Regions from separate parts of the Mus musculus genome. Here region 2 is linked to region 1. A link is a contact called in public HiChIP or PLAC-seq data. All regions are on one chromosome and are shown on one strand. Each heading gives the region's core, a stretch centred on a gene start, on an enhancer-like site or on the middle of the called end of the contact. The rest is flanking DNA. Distances are from core to core; before and after follow the strand shown.

What was found. HiChIP or PLAC-seq counts read pairs in DNA pulled down with a chosen protein or histone mark.
Region 2: a contact with region 1 is called in an H3K27ac HiChIP or PLAC-seq map of embryonic fibroblasts, with 11 times the contacts expected there. The contact joins two enhancer-like sites. A contact is called at or near these places in 1 of 15 datasets of contacts at CTCF or cohesin (the NIH/3T3 cell line), 3 of 484 Hi-C or Micro-C datasets (the C2C12 cell line, cortical neurons and muscle stem cells) and 3 of 115 datasets of contacts at active chromatin or transcription factors (embryonic basal ganglia, embryonic fibroblasts and stem cell-derived neural progenitor cells).

The regions. Positions count from the first base shown.
Region 1 is chr13:59,870,891-59,878,230 of GRCm38.p6, forward strand. No RefSeq gene overlaps it. Among named protein-coding and RNA genes, the nearest start is that of Gm19866, 41 kb to the right of the region's middle. Within about 2 kb of position 4,816, at least 111 of the 459 cell types and tissues checked have an H3K27ac peak or open chromatin away from gene starts, as enhancers often do. A contact at or near this core is called in the C2C12 cell line, the NIH/3T3 cell line, embryonic fibroblasts and 1 more, where this site is marked.
Region 2 is chr13:60,407,692-60,415,058 of GRCm38.p6, forward strand. No RefSeq gene overlaps it. Among named protein-coding and RNA genes, the nearest start is that of Gm35333, 23 kb to the right of the region's middle. Within about 2 kb of position 2,205, at least 98 of the 459 cell types and tissues checked have an H3K27ac peak or open chromatin away from gene starts, as enhancers often do. A contact at or near this core is called in the C2C12 cell line, the NIH/3T3 cell line, embryonic fibroblasts and 1 more, where this site is marked.

The DNA of each region.
Region 1 (7,340 bases), core at 3,566-6,065:
TCATAACTACAAAGAGAAACCCTGTCACAAAACAAACACAAAAACAAAAACAAAAACAAAAACAAAAATAAAACAAAACAAAAAGAAGTTTAAAGCCATCACGATTAATCATGTTCTTCCCCCCACCCCCATCCCCCACTGTCATTGCACATCCAAGGTTAAGGATTAATTCTGGTGGCAGCTTTGGGGGCTTTGGGGGCTTTGGGCCACGGTTGGTTGGCCGGCTGCTGCCTGTTGATTTGGGGCCTGTGGTGAGGCCTGTGGTAGCAGGAGTCTGTGCTGGAGCAGCTCATCACTTCCACGGCCTGGAAGGAACCACAGGTAAGAAGCGGAAGGGTTGGAGGTTCCCTGTGGTGAAAATGTTTCCAGTGACCTAAAACTTTTCTTGGCCTCCCCTCTCAAAGTCTGCAACATCCCTGTAACTCCTCAACACCTGGGTCTTTGGGAGAGGATAGGGCCAAAGCAGAGCGATTGAGTACATTTCACAGTATTTAGGAAGCTACACGGGCCCCACCTGTAAATCTCTCTTAATAAACCAAACAAACAGAAGAGAATCGACTTACTGTCTGTTACCGAGCTCCAGCTCTGCTCCGACTTTTGCAATTTGACATAAACTAGAGGCACCTGGGGAAAGGGAACTTCCGTTGGGGAAGCACCTTCATCAGATTAGTTCATGGACACGGTTGTGCAGGACTTTCTTGATTGCCAGACTATGGAGGAAGGCCACGCCCACCACGGATGGTACAAGCCCCTCCCAGTAGCTGGTGGTGGTGGTGGGGGGGGGGTTCGGAAGCCAGCCAGAGCATCCCTTGAGATCTCTGTTTCTTCAGTTTCTGCCTCCGGGTTCCTGCTTGAGTCTCTGTCTTGGCTTCCGTCAGTGTTGGTCCGGTAATCTGCCCCAAGTAGCTTTTTTGTCCCGGTGTTATCACAGTAGCAGAGAGGCAGGCTAGGTAACCTTTAAATATATAGACTAGGCTGGGGTGCAGGCACTGGAGGGAAGGGCTTACGTAGATGGTACCACATTTCTGAGACGTAGACACCAAGAATGAGATAATAGACACCATTTGCCTGTAAATTGGGTTACTGTGTGATTGATGGTGAGGAATCCACCTAAGAGAGGCGTTCTGCACTAAAACATGAGAATCCGTGAATTCATTTCCAATTCAAGCGAGCAAACACCAGCCCATCTAGACCTCTGCAGTAGACCTGATGGTGTCTACAGTGATGTTTTTACCTGAGCCAGCACGACTCCTGTGAGCTTTCCGATGCTCTGAAGTAAGTCCTTGAGCTACTTGAGTAGAAATGAGGAAAAGACTGTCTCTAGTGCTTCAAAATGTGTGGAAGTTCTTGTCGCAGCTCTCCTGTTAAAGTCTGGTCTTAAGCCCCAACACTATGTAATTAATATAATTCATGTTATGGTTGAGTAAAGAGATATTTTTTTCTAAAAGCAAACTATACTGAGAATTCACTGAAGAGATTAAAAGGGTTAGTGAAGTTTAGTGTAATCTTATGATCTGTTTTGAATAAATTTGCCGCATCTTGTTGATGTTCAATCCTTATGAGCCACGGAGGGGGGTAGAAACTTCACACTGGGAATTTTGGAAAGTGACTGGGGCTGGCTAAGACTGGCAGCTCCCGTGATTGAATCCTGGTGGGTTTTCTATGAAGGCAGAGACCAGAAGAGGCACACATGCCGTCTCCCTGTCTCTCACTGTGTCACACTTGGCCTCCCTTCAGGAGTCTGGCCACAAGATGCTGTCTCCTCATGCAACCTTTGACCCTGGAGCGGAACTGTGAGCCTCCGTTCTTTATAGCTTACCGACTTGGTGGGGATTCTGTCCTTAATGACAGAGAATATCAGAGCTGCTGAGGTGAGACTTTCTCAAGCATTGTGTTTAGTTAAATCTTCGCAGGAGCTGGAGCCAGGAAAGTCCCAGGAGTTGCTTCCTGCCCAATAGCTCTGGGGAGCTCCGGAGCCTCGGTGTTCCTCGTGTGTAAAGTGGAACGGCAGTACGGAGTGAGGTGTTGAAGCAAGAGTGACTGTACCGCTCAGCCATGACAGTGGGTTCCTGTGTCGCCTGTACATGGATGGGATGCTACTATTAACATCCTTACTCCTGGGAGCCACAAAACTGGTCCCAGCTGAGTAGTTTGTGGAACGTTTAGGGCTAGCACCTGAAGATTATGTTCTAAGCGATTCCAGTACTTTCTCCCAGAACTCCGTGAGAGGTCCTGCAGGGCAGCTTAGGCCTTCTCCATCCCTGCTCCCAATGTATTTTGTTAAGCTAATAAAGGAATGGGCTCAAATACTTTTACTTCAATTGTACTTAAAATTATGTTTTTAAGGAAATAATTTGAAGGGCTATGGATACCATACTTCTTTTTCCCCTTCTTTGGCTTAAAAAGAAAGAATATGGTACCTACACCTTTTGGCTGGAGGGAGATTTTAATAAAGATCATTAGAAATGTGCTATTATATGGCAAATTGTCTATAAATTAGCATGGCCTGCGTGCTCCAGGAGAGATTTTGGCCTTTTTTCCCTCTTGTGTTTTTTTTTTTTTTTTTTTTCTCTTCAAAATACCTTAGTATTTGCTTTAATAACTTTTTTTTTGTTTAGTTAACTGATGACTGATTATTTTATTGAATAAAACTCATTAGTTTTATATCAACATGAGATTGCTGTTTTTTTTTTCTTTTCTATTCTAAATTGGAAATGTATGGACACTTAACCTAGAAACTCTCGCCAATGTGATTTATATTCAGAAAATTTATTTACTTTCATATTATTAACAAAAATCACTGTTGTGTTCCAATCTTTGTTCTCTGAGGATAAATCGTCAGCGAATCACTTCCGGCCGCTGCAAATCACTTCCGGCCGCTGCAAATCACTTCCGGCCGCTCTGTACCTCAGAGCCCAGGCAGCCTAGAGCTGACCGGTGGTCATCAGTAAGTGCAGCTCAGAGGGGGAGAACATGCCTCCTGTTCCTCCTTAAACTGTGGGGAGGGCAGGGAGACGGAGAGGAAGAAGTTTAGAACCTGCCTTCACCGTGCCTGAGGAAGACAGCTCAGAATAATTACTAGTGCCTTAAATAAGAAACTGTAAGAAACGGGCTCCATGGGGCGTTGCTTCACTCAGCCTCGAACATTTGGTACCTTATCTTTCAACTCCAGACCCCAAGAGGAATTTAGACATAGCTGAAAACAAAAAACCAAAAAAACAAATGGGGCCAGGACTGCTTTAAAAAGCTAAACTAGAACCCACTGGTTTCTGACCCATCTGCCTGCCTTTTCTCTAGAAAACAACCCTGGAATGTTCCAGAAGGTTTCATGAGGCTGCATCTCTGTGCTGCTTCCTCTCCCCCCCCTGCCCCCAGACACAGCATATTTAACCAATTTAGTTTACAGAGGGAGTTCAAGTTTTTTCTAGCTTGCTTTATCCAACTGTAACTTTGGGATCATAAATATGCTTACGTCTCCTGGGGAACATTCTCTTGTACTGCATTTTGGAGATGCTGTCCAGATGTGAGAGGGTTTTATCCTGTCCCCCTCTGAGAGTCCCTCTGAGCCAGGACATTGCAGTGGAACGTGGTATGTCTTTTGTAAGGCGCCAAGCAGCTTGGTGGATGAGATTGTTGTTTGTGGGGACAGGAGTACACCTCTTTCCAATACAGAGAACCAACAGATGCTGAGAGTTTGGGGATGCTGTCAGAACAAGGCCAGGTTGATTAAGGTCCACCATTTCCTGTTCCTGGATGCTGTGACCTTAGAGTCCTAAGTCTTGGGATGCAGCCTGCAAGAGCCCGAAAGGTTGGGAGGAGAGTCTGCAAGGCTGCCTCCCAGCACTGTCACTGCTCAATGACTGCCATATGTAGGGAGAACCAGCGACACTCGTCTTAAGATCTTGGGAATGTCTATGGCCCACTTCAACTGTATAAGTGAAAGAATGCTGGCTCCCTGACCTTTGTAACCCCCTCCCCCCTTTATTTTTTGACAAAGGGAAAGCAGATGGTCTGGGAAGCCATGCAATTTCATGCGTTGTCTAATAAAACCGGAATTGCTGACTCTGGTGAGCACAGAAGGACTCTGTTTGCCTCTTCCCTTGTCCTCAGAGTTTGCTTCCTGAGCTGGGGTAAGAGTGGTTATCTGTGGTCCCCGGGCTCCAATCTTTTCTATAGACCACCTCAATGGACACAGAGATTGTTGGTTTCTGGGTCTTCTTTTGTAGGTGCTTCAAGATCTCAAGTTATAGAACTTAAGTTGGAACCTGTCATAGTTGAGAAGCAATAAAGCAACAAGACGAGAAGACGATGCTTTCTAAGCACTGGCGGCGTGGCTGCTGAATGGTGTCCTGCCAGTCTCTTAGCTCTTCTGAATCCCTGGTCTGTCACTTATGACAAGGGCAGATGGCAGCAGCAGCTTCACCATGAGGAGCAAATGAGACAGTGTTTCTCAGAAGCAGGTTGAAGTGGCCAGGATCTTAAGATCTGTTACAATGTGGCCATACACACATCAGTGGGTCATGATTTGGAAAGGTGACTGCCGAGAAGGGGGCAGGGAATGATGCAAAGCACAGAAATGAATTTTTTATTCTTTGATAGTCATTTGCTGAGAGTTGATAAGGCTGTGACTAGGTTGCCCTGTGAGCTATACATCATTCTTTAGAAATAGTTTGTAACTCCATCAGTATCACTGGCTTGATGGTAACAAGCTGCTATTCTTTGTTTATATTCTTAGCGCACAGCTATAGCCTCTAGCTATTGCTTAAAGAGACCTAGCCTTAATCAGAAATATTTGTGGTTTGTATAGGGACAGACAGTGTCAGAACCACATGACCATCTGAGGGTGGCTGTTGTATTGCCCCAAGGAGAGTCTCCCTGGGGCTGGGCTGGTTGGTTTTACAGGAGCTGAGGTTTAGACTTCCTGTTAAGAAAGTTGCATCATAGCAAACAGAACTTGCTGTCTAAGCAGGCACTGGTGGTGTTCTCAAGGGAGAAGAGCAGATGTTGCCCTTTTTAGGAAGAGGAAGAGGCAGGCAGGTTTGTGAGAAGTCAGCATGTTGGCATCTGCTCTGCTGTGTCAGATCCCACGTAACCTCGTATTTCCCAAGTCAGCTTGGTGGACATTTAATTAATGATAGGGCTGTGCTTTCCCTCCCCTCCAGTGGGGCTGGTGTTTCATCCGAGTGTGAAGCGGCTTTGCTTTTCTCTCTATGGATCTGTGCTGTACTCGGGGTTGTTTGTGCTTTTGTACTGTATTGAGAATTGTATCAGAAACAGCTAATGTTTTCTGAAGGCACAGGAACCCTATAATCATGAAACTACCTGTGACCTCATGTAGATATTCACACCATGTCTCTGATGGCAACGACGTGAGGACCTTAAAACATTCTTGCTTGTGCTTTCTCCTGCGGACATGATTTTTTTCTGGACCTGACTTTGCTTTTCTTTGGGAAGAGAATTTTCATGTGTGTGGAAGACTCAAGATGCATTGATGTATGTTTCTGGGACTTTTGAAGACAATTTAGGAACACTTAGAAGCTTATTGTTGTATATTATCTTAAATCTAAATCCTGGGAAGAGTCAGGGCTTATCTGAGACTCTTCCTGGGTCATCTGACCCTTGAAGACATGCTGTAAGTGACAAATCGCAGTGGATGCCAAGATACTGAACTGGCTAGCCACGGTAGGAGCAGATGCGGAGATAGGTTGGGGTTCAGTCCTACCATGGATATGGCTGACCTTCTGCTATTTTGGAATCTGGAGGTGAGCTTACTCAGAAAGCTCCTGGTTTTATGCCCTCTGAGGCTAATTCCATGTTTAGTGTCCCTCACTGCTTCAGGAGTCATGATGAATATACAGTCATCATCAGTTCAAGGGAGCCTTGCCATCAGCAATCCACGCTGGAAGCTCCAAACACTAACACTTCTGTGTGCTTTCAGGAGGGTTTCCAAGGCTGTAAGAACCCTTTGCCTTCATAGTGTTTGTGGTGGTTGTTGCTGATCATCCTTCTGTTTGCCCATGGGGACTGATCTGAGAGCTGTGTTTACCTGTGCTGATAGCAGCTGGGCCTGTGAATCTGTGTTCAGTATTTGCAAAGACAAGGGTGGGAAAGATTCTTGGGAGCTTTCCAGTATCAGAGGTCAAAGACTTGGCCTAGGGGCTCCCCCAATGGTGTTTGATGTGACCCATTTGTGTGGCATTTTATAACCTCGCAATGGTCTGAGAATTTAATCTAGTTTCTTCTTTCACCCCATGTGGATATATGTTGGCATCCTGATTGCATATGAGACCTTGTTTTAGTATTTAACACACCATTTTTCCTTCTGCCCATAACCAGCAGCTGATGTAACTGCAGCCAAGATCAGCTTCGGTAGCATGTGTTGAAAAAAATTAGTTTACAAATGTATTAAATTGGAAGTCCTAGCTTAACACTACCCTGTATTGTCTATGTTATATGGGATGGACAGTTGCCAATACTATCCATCTATGTTTGTTTACCTGTCTATCACTACCTATAATCTATCTATCTATCTATCTATCTATCTATCTATCTATCTATCTATCTATCTATCTATCTACACCAATATGCCACCTATCATTAATGCCTACCTATCTATCACTCTCTATCTCTCTATCTCTATCACTTATTATCTATCTACCATCTATAATCACCTATCATCTATCATTAATATATCCCTATCTATCTCTATCATTTATATATCATATTCATGTATCCATCATCTATCTACATATCATCTATCTATCTATCTATCTATCTATTATCTATTTATTCATGCATCCACAGTGAAGATGGAGACCAGATGCAGAAGTGTGAAGGATATGGGCAAACCTTGGTTTTGTTATATATCTTTCCTTCCTACCCAGACCAATGCTATCACAGAATCAGACTTTTCTGAGAGAGAAGGGAGGGTTTGAGCCATCTGTGTGCTAAGTCCTTAACCAGCAGCAAGACAGTGCTGTGAGCACCTGTCCCTTACCTAATACCCAGGGAGGCAGACTCAAGGGGACACACTGGGGAACCTACTGTGCACCCTGAAGAGTTTAGTAGATCTAGTGGACTTGTGTTTAATCCCACTGTGATTCCAGAGGTGGACAGATGTGGCCCAGCATACGATATTGGCTTTCAGGAGAACCTCCTTGGAATCAGCCCATATCCAAGAATCTTCAGAGTGAAGGATGGAGGAGCATTTCCTCTTGGCCATATGCATGCTACTCTCGAGGGAAGGCCATGGTTAGAGTGGATCGCTGAGCACTCAGAAGGCCATTTGAAGGCGCAGGCTCCTAATGGAAGGACTGGAGGGGGCTCCTGGAAGCCTCATA
Region 2 (7,367 bases), core at 955-3,454, 530 kb after region 1:
GTTCACTCAAATGTATTTACTGAAAACTTAGGGTATGCCAGATACTCTAAGGTACTCCCAGTAAATAGAAAGAAATGATTGATAGATAAATAAAGCAGAGAAGGAGGGACCTGCCCACCATTAATGCCTGCTTAGATATACAGACTCCATTGGAACAATGAGGCTAACACCGCCTCCCCTCCTCACTCCTTCCCGGTTGATCCTCCCACTCCAGCATGGTACTGCCTACCTGAAGAGTCTCTGGCTTCAGCCCTTCTCTTGTTTGGCTTTCACCCAGTAAGTCTGACAAAGGAGCAGTCATTAGAACACATCTTCTTTGTATTCCTACAGTCAGGGGTTACAAAAGATGATCCAGGGAACCCTCCACATGCCTGGAGAAAGTAGCTTTACCTTTCTGTTCCAGTCAAGGATACATTTCACTTTATAGAACAGGGCCATCTCTCAACTCCAAGTGCAGGGCAGAAGAGAATGCGTTTGTACATGTGTTGCCAGCCTTGGCCATGGTCAAAAAGCACTTCTGTACTCTGGCTTTGTGGACAGGCTAGCTCTGCCTCCATCTTTGTCTCAAATGCAATAGCCATCCGTTTTCATCTATAATATCTGCTCTCTGTTGTTTTGAACACTTCGAGCATGACCTACTTCTACAATGTGACTTTTGGGGACTATACCTCCAGTCTCAGAAATGGGCCAAATGTCACTAACCTGGGCATCAAGGCACATAATCCACAGAGCCACAGAATGGGTGGAAGAAGGTGCCCGACTCACTTTTGCCAGCCAGAGACATCCCAGGAGTGAGTGAGTCCAGAAGGAAGTATCTTGCTCTTTGTCATTCTGGATGAGCTAGAGATAATGACCCTGGATTGATTATCCCTTGTTGGGGTGGGTATGAGACGCTACCTAAAAGAATAAGCAAACACTAGAGCATAGACATCTGAGCCATAGGAAAAGCGAACCTTAATGATTACACTGGAGTTCCTGAACACAGCTGGGGTTTCAGAGACAATGGATATATTCCCTTCATCCAAGGAGTTTAGGGCCTGTGGGTACCAGAGATGCTTCCTTCCATACTACAGTGGGGCAGAATTGGTCCTTCACACAGGGAAGCAGCACCTGGCAGAGGCAGAAACCCACTTAGGGAAAAAGAAGAAGGAGACCTGGGATGGTGAGGTTGTACAGGCAGGATGGCTGAGATGGCACAATTCAGGAAATGCCAGCTTCCTGGTGGTTTGAGTAGGAATGGCCCCCACAGACTTGTGTGTTTGCATGTTTGACCCATAGGGAGGGGCACTATTCAGAGGTGTGGCCTTGGAGGAAGTGTGTCACGGCAGGGGCTGGCTTTGAAGTCTCAGATGTTCAAGCTAGGTCGGGCGTGGGTCATTTGCTTTTCCTGCTGTCTGTGGATCCAGATAGAGAACTCTCGGCTCCTTCTCCAGCACCATTTCTGTCTGTCTGCCTTCCACCATGTTTCTTACACCATGACAAGGATGGACTGAACCTCTGAACTGTAAGCCAGCCCCAATTGAATGTTCTCTATAACAGTTGCTGTGGTCATGGTGTCTCTTCACAGCAATAAAGCCCTAAGGATAACACCAGGGAACAAGGGTATACAGGAAGCCAGTGGTATACTTACCAGAGGGCTGTTACTGAACACAATTCAAGAAATAGGGGGGACCCAAGGCAGGAGGCAGAGTGGGACAGACCAATAGCCGTCTTAATGGGCACCTTCAGCCAAACCAGCAGCAGGCAGTGTTCACCCTGCAAGCCCTCTGTCCCCACCCCTCTGCTTTGAACGATACCCAGAACTTTGGGATCCTGGAGTCCAGAGCAGCAGGAGATCGCTTATTCGCGTGTTCATAGCAAAATGAGCGAAAACATGGTTCATGCAGAGTCAGTATATGGGTTTTTTTGTTATTGATGTTGCTTTTTGTTTGGTTGGTTTTGTTTGTCTGTTTGTTGTTGATGGAATTAGTTACAGCCAGTCTCTCTTATCCCCATATTCCTAGTAATTCCAGGACTTGGATGGCGGGGTAGGGAGCCACAAAATTCCTCGTCATAAATCCTAGGGCCCATCCCCAACAGCCGAGGCTCAGATGCGAATCGTTTTTCATTTGGTCTCAAGTCATTTTTTGAAAGGCCTGTTTTTCATTAGGAAGGTAACTTGAGAGTCCCTGGGGGAAGGAAGGGGGTGTGCGCCAGGCAGAAGAGAGCTGATTTTCCCTTCTGACTCAGGCTTGCTCTTTCCCTGGCTCTCCTTGGTCTAAGTGCGGCCAAGCCTTTTGCAATTTATGGAGACAAAAGAAAGAGAGGGAGGGGGAGAAAGGGAGGGAAGGGAGAAATCACACATAAATCTTAGATTCCACAGCAATTTTATCGGTGTGTGTGTGTGTGTGTGTGTGTGTGTGTGTGTGTGTGTGTGTGTGTGTTTGCTTGCATATTTTCATAAAACAGGCACAGTCAAAAGGCACTGGCTTTTTTTTTTTTTTTTTTTTTGGCCACACGGGTGTCTGTCATGGGTTGAATACGTCCCAGGTGTGGCTCCTTCAGCATTCCGTGTACACATGGTTCTCATTACTGCATCCCCAAGGGCTTGGAAGCACGCGCTTCTACCTCCCCCACACAGCCACAACTGAGAACAGGCAGATGCCAACTGGAAGGGCAGTGTTAGAAAACCAGTACTGGAGATGAAGCCTGCACAGGCCTGTAAACTGCAAGCCATCTCCTACCCCACCGGGTCTCACAGGCCTTCTCTAAATGCCCATCCCTGAATCTACTGGTGACTGGACACAGAGATCCTAGGGCACAAGAGAACCAAGGCCTAAGGAGGCCACATCATATCTTCTGGTGACCACTTCATTGTCTGTCTGTGGGTCTGTGAATAAACTCATACTACTGTGATGAGAATATTTGGATTTTTAAAATGCTTTCATTTGACAATCTCTTCTCTAAAGGGCTATTTATAGTAAGCAGAGAGTTGAGGTTAGATCAAGAGCTCGGTGCTTACGAATGCTTTCTGCTCTTCCAGGGGACTTGGGTTTGGTTGCCAGCACCCAAGTCTCACAACTTCTGCTCCAGGGGACCCAGCACCATCTTCTAACATCCAGGTACTTGTGTACCTGCACAAACCCACGCACAAATGCACATGTGCACACATAACTAGGAGTAAAATTACATCTTAGTGATTCTCTTTCCTACTGTGATAATAAGGGGAAGAGAAGCAGCTCGGAGATTGTGCAAGCAGGCGGCCACGAGCCTTAATAAAGGATGCTTTGAGACTTGGGAAAGGTTCTTCTCCTCCTGCTACTTTGGCTTCCTCCTCTGGAAAACTGAGGGTTAAACCACATGATCCCTTGGCAGCCTCCACCATTGGAATACTGAGCTTCTCCTTATTGAATATAGGTCCTTAAAAAAAGAAAAGTAAAACTATAAAGATAAATGCAGGATTGACTATATAACCCTTATCCAAAAAGGTACAGGAACAGAAAGTGGGCATTGCAGTTGAACACACCTAACCCAAAGTATCAAAAGTGCAAAATGTCCCAACCTATACCGATCTTGGAAGGCTGTGTGGGTCCTCAGGACGTTTTAGGGGACTGGAGTATATTGATTTCAGATCTTCATATCAGGGCTGTTCAGCTTTAGCATTCCAGTTACAACAAAGAGAAACTACAATCTTCCATGGTCATTAAGAAAGGTAAGTCGCCATTAGAGTGGGAGTGTGGAAATGCTTTAGGCAGGTGCAGCTCACCGAAGACAGACTGGAGTTCGTTACCTTTTTGGCCCTTCCTTCTCAAAGACTCAGTCATGAAAAAGCAATCTTACAAAACACAAGCTTGTTGGACTTTGAGACCAGGCCTAGAAACAGCAGCAGACGCAAGACTGAGGAGGAATGATCTTTGCATTTGTGATCAAAGGTCTGACCCAGATGTCCCCTGCCCCTGTCAATCATATAACGAATCCTATGTGGTCCAGGCAGGGTGGCATCACATCTCTTAAGAATTTCACAAGAGGCTTCAGGTAGAGTTACCAGTTCCAGGGCAGCCCTTGGTAACCCCCACCACCTCCAGCCTCATCTCTAGTGGAGATATCTTCAAAGACAAGAAAGTAGGTTAGGGCATGGGTCTGGTGTGGACATCCAGTCACATGAGCTCACAGACAGGTCCATTATTTTTTTCTGAATGAGTATGAATAATATATTCATAGTATGCAATGTGATGTTTTGGCCTATCTATATACATTGTGGTATGATTAAATCAAGACAACTAACATATCATTGTGCTATATATTTACGATGAGTACATTTTAAATCTATGCACCAATTTCCATGTATATTACAAATTATTATCAGCAATTGTCACTGTGTGGTACAGTAGACTCTTGGAACTTATTCCTAATGGAAACATTGTATCCTTTAACCACACACCACGCCCATCTGCAACCTAGCCTGAAGTAACCACCTTGCTTCTGTTTGTTTCTCTGGGCTTGATATCTTTAGATAAATTCACAAGAGTCACCCAAGGCAGTATCTGCCCATGGCTATGTATTAGTTATGTATTAGTTATGTTGTCACCATGACCAAGGCAGCTGATAGAAGGAGAGTTTGGCTTATGGTTGCAGAGGGATAAGAGTGTGTCACAGCGGGGAGAGTGGGAAACAAATGGCACTCATAGCAGCGGAAACAGAAAGCTGAGGCTCATGTCTTGAACAGCAAGCAAACAGAAAAGCAGACTAGAACACCATGAGTCTTTAAACTCTCCAAACCTGCTTCCAGTGACATACTTCTTCTAGCAAGGCTGACTGAGTTAGGGTTTTACTGGTGTGAACAGACACCATGACCAAGGCAGCTCTTATAAAGGACAACATTTAATTCGGCTGGCTTACAGGTCAGAGGGTCAGTCCATTATCATCAAGGCAGGAGCATGGCAGCATCCAGGCAGGCATGGTGCAGGAGGAGCTGAGAGTTCTATATCTTCATCTGAAGGCTGCTAGCAGAATACTGACTTCCAGGCAGCTAGGATGAGGGTCTTAAAGCCCACAGTGACACACCTACTCCATCAAGGCTACACCCACTCTAAAATGGCCTCACCCACTCCAACATGGTCTCACCTACTCCAACATGGCCTCCTTCTAATAATAGTGCTACTCCCTGGGTTGAGCACACATAAACCATCACAAAGGCCATACTTTCTAAACCTTCCTACACAATGCCACCAACTGAAGACCACGTGCTCGAACATCGGAGCTCATAGTGGATAATCTCACTCAAGTCATATCTGTCTCAGTTCACTAAGCCTCTGAGGCTCAAATGTGCAGTAACAAATGGCAGGATTCCCTTCCTTTGAGGCTGGGTATTCCAGGAAGGCATGTTCCATTTTTCCTTGAGCAGCTGATGCACACTTAAACTGGTCCATGTCTTGGCTGTTACAGACAATTACTGCCATGAACTCAGAGAATGAATGTTTCAGCAAGTGGATTTTATTCCTTCTGATAGCTGAGTTTAATCTATACCTCTCAGGTGGCTTGATTTTGTGCAGAAGGCCAGAGAAGATGACAAGGACCTAGAAGACACCAGGTTATATGTTGCAGTGAAGCTATAGAAAAGCAAGTCTTGGGCCTAAGATGCCTTGAGGGCAGGTGGTGTAGAGATGGGATTCAAGGACTGGAGTCCCGGTTCCAGTAAAACCCAGATTGCTAACTTCAGAGCCTACCTACTCTCAACTAGGAGATGGGACAGGCCCTCCATCAAAGCTTCTGGGACACATGGAGCTACTAAAAAAGACTGAAGGGCGAGAGCTCTGACCCTGCTAGTCACTCAGCCTTGCTTGCCTGCTGACTGGTGTATTCCTACCTGAGAACCTGGACACTTGTCTAGTCTGCCTTTGCTTAGCCCTCCCCTTCCCATCACATTATAGAGCTGAAGATGTGCTAGAGAGTCCTTGTTATCACATGAGCTTGAACCTTGCCTTCAGCTTCCAGCCCCTGTCAATCATATAACGAATCCTATGTGGTCCAGGCAGGGTGGCATCATCTCACATTGTGCCAACTCCAGGAATACTATTTTCATTTTAGTCAGTGCCTAAACACATTTGACATTATGAGTGGAGATGTGGGACTACTTCAAACACTGTTTCCATCAGATACATCCCAATGAGGGTGTAACAAGGTATTGGTAAATTTTCCACACTCTGAGGAAGTCCTTGGCCAACCATCAGATCTGAAGCAACCATCGGGATGTACACACACAGGCACAATCACACACACACACACACACACACACACACACACACACACACACACCACACACTAGGACAGACTGACTTCTGACACACCAGGACAGATCTGACTTGTGACTCCAAATTCTAACCATACCAGCTCTGCAGCTGAGTGTTTAGAAAGTCTCTCTCATCTTCAAGAAGCTCCGACAAGTCAAGAGTTTAGAACTTTCCAGGTAGATTCATGTTCTGAGACTTCACAATCACCCAAAGAAGTGAAGAAAAAGAATAAGAAGAGGAAGAGGAAGAGCATCAAAATAAAGCTTAAAACTTGGGATAAGGGGCTAGAGATATGGCTCAGGTGTTAAAAACAGTGAATCTTGACATGTAAATGAAGAAAATATCTAATAGAAAAATATATGCAAACTTTATATGCCCCCATACAGGGGAACACCAGGGCCAAGAAGTGGGAGTGGGTGGGTAGAGGAGCAGAGCGGGGGAAGGGTATAGGGAACTTTCGGGATAACATTTGAAATGTAAATAAAGAAAATATCTAATAAAATAAAAAATATATGCACAAAAAAAAAAACCCCACTGGATCTGGGTTCAGTTCCCAGGACTTACATAGTAACTGGCAACCATCTGTAATTTCAGCTCCAAGGAATCCAGTATCCTGTCTTCCTTCAGCACATTGTGTTAGTCTCCAGACAGAGAGGTTAACAAAGTCCATTTTAAAGGTTACAGCTTGGAAATGGAATGCCAGTTCTAAGTTGAACAACAAATCACAACAGATACTCTCTTTCAAATCTGTAGACTGATACTTTGATACAACTTCACTTTGATACAAACTGGGGAGTTCTGTGTTGAAGACTTAGAATGGCCCCTGACCTCATCTGAGGCAGAGTTCACATTCTTTTGTGCTCAACTCTTTATATGCAATTCCTATAAGGCTGTAGACACATTGACACACTACAACCTCAGTGACACAGATCTCTGACAGAAACAATACAACATGTCTCCGTACCATCTCCTTCCCTCCTGTGATGGTCAGAGCCCAGGAAATGAAGCTCATTTGAGCTGCTAAGTGAACCAAGGAGACCCATCCATGTTTTCTTTCTGGTTTTGTAATGCTGGGGTTAGAACCTAGAGCCTCACCAT